2 separate regions of the Mus musculus genome follow, and region 1 is linked to region 2. The links are chromatin contacts, called in public Hi-C maps. All regions are on one chromosome and are shown on one strand. The core of a region is the stretch at or near the end of the contact, and the rest is flanking DNA. Distances in the headings are between cores, read along the strand shown. Region 1 overlaps Dtnbp1 (dystrobrevin binding protein 1). Region 2 overlaps Jarid2 (jumonji, AT rich interactive domain 2).

The links. A called contact is a pair of places that touch in the nucleus more often than the background predicts.
Region 1: a Hi-C map of rod photoreceptor shows a contact between it and region 2, with 2.6 times the contacts expected there. The contact joins two enhancer-like sites. A contact is called at or near these places in 10 of 484 Hi-C or Micro-C datasets (bone marrow-derived macrophages, cerebral cortex, colon epithelium and 6 more), 1 of 115 datasets of contacts at active chromatin or transcription factors (the HPC-7 cell line) and 2 of 9 other capture datasets (adipose tissue and embryonic stem cells).

What each region holds. Positions count from the first base shown.
Region 1 is chr13:44,966,993-44,970,541 of GRCm38.p6, forward strand. It overlaps Dtnbp1 (dystrobrevin binding protein 1), which reads right to left. Exons shown (of 10, transcript NM_025772.4): 6 at 3,054-3,186. Among named protein-coding and RNA genes, the nearest start is that of Dtnbp1, 33 kb to the right of the region's middle. Within about 2 kb of position 1,934, at least 10 of the 459 cell types and tissues checked have an H3K27ac peak or open chromatin away from gene starts, as enhancers often do. A contact at or near this core is called in rod photoreceptor, where this site is marked.
Region 2 is chr13:44,891,131-44,894,226 of GRCm38.p6, forward strand. All of the region lies in intron 5 of Jarid2 (jumonji, AT rich interactive domain 2), which reads left to right. Among named protein-coding and RNA genes, the nearest start is that of Dtnbp1, 110 kb to the right of the region's middle. Within about 2 kb of position 1,446, at least 7 of the 459 cell types and tissues checked have an H3K27ac peak or open chromatin away from gene starts, as enhancers often do. A contact at or near this core is called in rod photoreceptor, where this site is marked.

The sequences.
Region 1 (3,549 bases), core at 684-3,183, 76 kb after region 2:
ATGTTATCCAGGGCACTAAGAAAAGAGCAGGAGTCAACTTCTACAGGTCCAGTGATGGCTGCCTTGTCTGTTTAACCACTTAACTTGTTAACTTGGTTTTTGAACAATCATAGTTCACCCTGTACTGATAGAAAAAAGTCACAATGCTCATATAATTCTTGTATCCAAGCAGTGAAAATGAAAACATGGAACAGTTACCTATTTCAGCCGCACACCTTATACTGTGTCTTAGTTAGGGTTTCTATTGCTGGGATAAAACACAATGACCAAAAGCAACTTGGGGGGAAAGACTTTCTCTTGGCTTGCAGTCCATTACAGAGGGAAGTCAGGGCAGGGACTGAAGCAGAGGTTATGGAAGAACACCGCTTACTGGCTTGTCCACTATGCCTTGCTCATTCTACTTTCTTATACACCATGCCCAGGGGTGGCACCAACCATCACTCCTTAATCACTTGTCCACAGGCCACTCTGGTGGAGGCATCCTCTTACCTCTTTTGAGATGACCAGAGCTTGTGCCAAGTTGACTGTAGAATTAACCTACACACTTGTAAGCCAGTGCTGGCCAACACCATCAGGATGCTTACCAGGTACCACACACTATTTCAAGCACTTTGCTAACACAATGATAAAACAATGCTGTAGACACCATTACTAGCCCATATTACAAAGAGACCATTCTCTAAAGTCACAGAACCAGTATCCAAACTGTAAAAATTTCAAAGGCCCAAAGCTTTCTACCATGTTTTTTGAAACTAGCTGTACCAAATGAACCTTCTTCCCAACAGAGTACTTACCCACTACTAACTGTAAAGTCGGAGACTAGCCCCTCTACTTCTTAAATCCCCTAGGTCATATGGCTACCTGCTCATGCCAAAGACCTTCTGATGAGTGAGAGGATTCTCAGTGCTGCCCCCGACACACAATCTGATAACCTTGGAAGGCCACATGAAATATGTAAAACCCACTTCTACGAGGAATCACATGTACCCAACCCTTGGTGACCGGTATGACAGGTGGCTGTCGGGAGCTCTTTTTCATGTGTAGGCTGCACACCCTGCTCAGCAGTCCCTCAAGCTTGCACATCCACACCAACTGGGAAGCTGACGGTAAGCAACACCACTGTGATGAACTCTGGACAGTTCAAGAATCTCAATACCAGCCGGGCGTGGTGGCGTTTAATCCCAGCACTCAGGAGGCAGAGGCAGGCGGATTTCTGAGTTCGAGGCCAGCCTGGACTACAGAGTGAGTTCCAGGACAGCCAGGGCTACACAGAGAAACCCTGTCTCGAAAAACCAAAAAAAAAAAAAAAAATCTCAATACCAATCTCCCTCCCATGTGATTCTTAGAGCTGACCAACACTTGAGACACATCCAGACAGACACATGGGGAACTTAAGCCACCCTCAACATTCAAGAAAACTTTAACAACAATATGATGACCCATCACCTCCCCATGCAAAATGCTTTTCTTAACATCCAATCTTACAGTACTTAAGACTGGTGTATTCCCACTAGAAACCAGTGGCATTGAGGCTAAGAGATTAATTTTCATTTAGTAGGAGACAGGTTCAGGCTCCCTTCACTCTGAGTGTCCTACTAAAGGGATAAGAGCTAAAGAAAGAGCTGCTCAGTCACCTGCCACTGGAGCAAGGCAGCCGGGATTAACTCTAAGAGCTCTGCCCGCTGCCCCATTCTCCCTCCTGACAGGAGCATTCATGCTTTACCCTGAGCTGAGTCCTGCACAAGCATGAGCAAGGGACAATGTGACACTTCCCGCCCCTGCAGCAGGGCATGGACCTTCACAAGTGTTCACAGTTGCTAGGCATATGGCTTATTTGTGTATTTTACTTTATGTTCCTCCTTCAGGGGAATGTCCTCTCTGCCGAGATGAATGACTCCATGTTAATCAGAGACGGCACAAGTTCAGGAGGTGAGGGTGTGTCCAGTGTCCTTGGCAAAATGGTAAAGGCTATGACTAGCTAGCCCTTAAGGCTGTGGGAAAGCATGCATTCAAGAATGTGTAATTTCTCAATTATGCAAAATACAAGGATGGAATATGAGTTATATGACAGGCTAAAAGAACAGAGGCAGCTGCTCTATGAGCCGGCTTGTCAGAAAGATATGAAAGAAGGAGATAAAAAGATTTAGGGAGTGGTGATCGCAGGGCAGGATCTCACCCAGCTAAATTTATTGCTGATGCTTGCTTACAAAGGCAGCAGATCTCTGAGTTCATTTGCCAGATACCTGCTGAGGTCATAAAACGCTGATTCATGGGCTAGTGAACCTGGAGTAAAAGACTGAATTGATGCGTCCATAAGAGCCTGGGCTGTAGTCTCTGAGAGCTGCTGCCCAGAGAGAGCTCCTTCGAGAGTGAATGCAGCTCTGTTAGACTGTTTCTAGCAGGATTTCGGAAACATCCAAGCTTGTTTCTAGCAGTTTTTCTGACTCTGGTCAGAAAACTCATGAGCTATCCAGAGAGTGTTTAAATTTTTTCTAACAGAAGAAAACTGTCTCTAGCAAGGAGCTATCTCAAGCAGACTACAGAGCCAAGAGCTATCTACAGAGAGCTGTCTAGGGAGCCACCAGACTAGAAGCTTGTACCCCATGATTGACTTCAAGTCATTCTTTCGCCACTCTAAACACCCCTTTCTCAGAACCCCTCTCCAAGCTGCCCAGGCTTCTGACAGCTCAGCACTAGCCGGCAACACTGTAAATGAACAGTACAGGCTGGGAGCTCTATCTTTACCAATCAAAGCAGATGAAGAATAGCATGGGAAGGAAGAGGGCTTGGTGGGTAAAAGCATTTGCCTGATAACCAGAGGAGCTTTATGATAGCAGAGAAACATCTCTCACAAATTGTCCTAGCACTGACTCTCTCTCTGTCTGTCTGTCTGTCTCTCTCTCTCTTTCTCTCTCTCTCTCTGTCTCACAAACACACACACACACTCACTCAAACTAAACAAACAAATGTAATACTTTTTAAATAAAGAATAGCACATAATCAATGTGGAACACTTTGAGGTTACCATGTTGCAGCCCAAGTCTTAAACTCACCTCTTACTTTTCTTGTAGCTCTCCAGGTGTTGGGCCTGGGCCTGCTTGTGTCTTTCTAACTCACACTGCCCACACAAGTCCTCCAGGTGCAGCAAATGGTTCTCTACCTCTTCAAAACTTGTCTCTAAATGAGCTGAAAGTAAACACAAAAACGAGAAATAACTGTCAAGTCCAAATCACTGGCCAAGAAGACAAGTTTTTAAATTGTTGTTGCAGTTAAGAGCACATGCAGTTCTTTCAGAGGACCCAGAATCCACATTAGGTGGCTTGCAACTGTCTGTGACTCCAATGTCCCCTTCTGTGCTCCACAGGGGCACCTACACTAACTAACATGTACACATACCACACACAAACATGATTAAAAATAAAATAAACACCCCCCCCCTTAAAAAAAACTTTAAACTATTGTGATTGCTTTGTATTTTGTTACTTATTAAACTTTATTTAGGCAAAAGTAAACACACTGGCCAACATTAAAGCACACTTTAATTAAGAA
Region 2 (3,096 bases), core at 196-2,695:
TATTCTTTCCCGCTTACCTTCTGTTTTTCTTCAAGCAGGCCCAGTTTTCAGGAGTAGCCCAGAAGGGTTTCTTCATCAGCTTGCACATGAGACACGGAGTAGTTTCCAAATAGGAAGCAACAAATATCAGAGACTGCTTTTTTACTACATACCTAATAACTACTTGCCTCTGTCATTTGTCCTGTGTATTAGGAGTAATTGCTGAGATAGGATGAGAGTCCAGATTGTTGGCTTTGTCAGCATCTTTCCAGGGTAAAACATTCAAAAAAGATCATCCTTGTTATATTTGTATCGCTTCTTTCTCTGAAGAACATAAGACACTCTATATACTTGATGCAAAACACTTGAGCATGCTTTAGAAAGCAGATGATGGGGGCAGCTGGTTTGTCCTTGAGGGAATCCAGCATAGGCGTGTTGGTGTGTCTGAGACTTTGTATGTGAGGGTTTTAGATACACCTTCGATAGGTTGCCTTACCCTGCTGAGAGCTCAGTGTTTGAACAGAGCTCATGGACAGCGCCATTCGTGTCGGACCCCTGGGAACTGTAAACGTGAATTTCCCATGGAAATACAGTTTTCCTCTTCAAACATCCTTGCAGGAGAGGACGTAGCTAACAAAACTTCTTTTGCCTGTGTCTTTCACTCCTCACTCATTTGATGGAAATCTTTCCCTTTCAAGAATGAAGTGACCTTCAATGAGAATATCAGCCTTAAGATTTAAAGACTTTGTTTGTTGTGGTATGAAACCACTTGTCTATAGAGCATTTAACTTTCAGAGTAAGTGTATACAAATCAATATATCAGTCTCTGTTCATTAATGTAAAGCTATTTGTATTCCAGGACAATACAGTTTCCTAATATGGCTTGCTATGCTGGATGCTTAAAGAAACTAGTCCAATTATTTCTTTTAATTGGGGACACTGTGTAGAGACCTTCTATACATTGATGCCTTTCTGTCTCATGCTCACAGAAAGTGAAGTTTTCTTTTTTTACCCTCTCTTTCCCTTCTGTCCCTTTCTTGAAAATCTTACAAATTAAGACAAAAGATAATTACTTGGAGGGATAAAACTGGCAGGTTCCCACGACACTTAAAATTAATGAGCTGTCGAGTACAAAATATACCTTGTCCTTGGCTTTGTCGTCTTTTCCCAATCACTCTTTTTTTCCCATTTAACACATGGCATGACTTTTTGGTTATGTTTGGTGTTGGGTGTATTGCTGCTATAAAATAGCAGGAGGGTTACAGCAAGATTCATTTGAAAAGCCTCTTTTGTTTGCAAATCAAAGTTTCATTCCTCCTTCCTAGGACATCTTATTAAAATACTTGTTAGCAGGCATAACTGTGTTAATGGCACTGACCTGCCCCTAACCCCACCCTCTGCACGGCTTCAGCTCTGGTTCCAGGGATTTGCTTTCCAGCAGGTTTCTGGGATTAGTAAGTCTATTTATATTAGTAAGTCCAAGTCTATTCCACTGAAATGACAGGACTGTGCCGCTCCCTTTCAGGCTTAGGCAGTGGAGGACCTTCCTTTTCTAGGTCAGGAGGACACTGCTGCCTGTCCACATCTTAGAACTGGGTTTTGACCATGATTCATTTACAAAGTAGTAGTGTGATACTTGTTGTATAGGCTTTAGGCCTCAGACAACAAAACCAGTTCCCTAACTCTCCTTACATTGTCACATCAGTAAGAGATAAGCATATCTCTCCTCCTCCCCAACACACAGACACACAGACACACAGACACAGGCTTGGGCAGGTGACAAGCTAGCCAGAAGCTGCGGTAGTGGCAAATCAGGTAGAATCTGGGACAAATTGTGACTGTGTTGAGGTTTATTCACACCCCATGGAAGGCGGGGGTCGGGTGGGGTGGGGAGGGGAGGGAGCATGAGGCATGCAAATGGTAAATGTGACAGGTTTAATGAACTCAAATTGTCATACTCTGTGTGACAGATCTTGCTCAGGCCAATTGCTGTTTGAGCATGGTGATGAAGATTCCTGAGGACTCGTCTGCAGGATCATGTTATCCTCAGTCTACAAATGAGAAATCCAAGAACCAAATCACATGCCCAGTAATAAATATCAGCGCCAGGACTTAGACTACTACTATGAAAAGGATAAACCAGGTAGTGGCGGCACACGCCTTTAATCTCAGCGCTTGGGAGGCAGAGTCAGGAGGATTTCTGAATTCGAGACCAGCTTGGGTTAAAGAGTGAGTTCTCCAGGATAGCCAGGGATACACAGAGAACCCCTGTCTCGAAAAACCAAAATAAAAGAACCAGGAGTATTCACCGTGAATAGTCTATCTTAGTGGAAGTAAATAAGATAGCAAAGTTGAGGGTGTTAGGAGTCATGTTCTTTGCTTTAGGAAATAAGTGAACAGTCGAATGTGCCATCTTGACCATTGGTCCCCTTGAAGTGTGACTCCTCCTCACAGATGATATTTTCATTTGTCTCAGGATCACACAAGTGGCAGATGTGGGGTTGTGATTGATGGCCTCTGACAGTGGCTCCTTCATTACACCTAGAGTAAACTCGGCATTATTACTGCTCCATTTCCCCTGCATCTTGTAGCATCTTGTCTAACAGAGGAACAATAAGACACCTTTGTTTCCATATCTAAATCTGTTTTGAATATATAATTGCTGGTCCTGGAAAGACCTTTGGTGTTGCTGCTCACAGTTAATCCAGATGTGAGAGATGTGAATCTCTGTCTTATGCTGTGCAAAAGTATTAAATTATGAGAAAAGGCTTAGAAGCAAAATTAGATTACTTCAATTTTGAAAACATCACGTGCCATGGAATGTCAGAACACGACTTAGTCCACAGAAAGCAGATCCAAAATGAATTGACAATCAGTAAAAATGTTGGATACTGAGCACAAATCTGTGGATCATAATGCATCAACTGGTAATTGATTTCTCTGCCAGTGAAATAAGCCAATTCATGCCAGATTAGATTATATTAAATACAGGTAATCTCAGGCAGGCAAGTTAAGTTCACTTGCCCCAAAGAAGGAGGCCAGGGAAGCCAGTCTCCATGGCAAGGGAGAGGAGCGGGTGTGGGGGGAGACCTAAATGAGCAGCCCAGCATTGCAGAA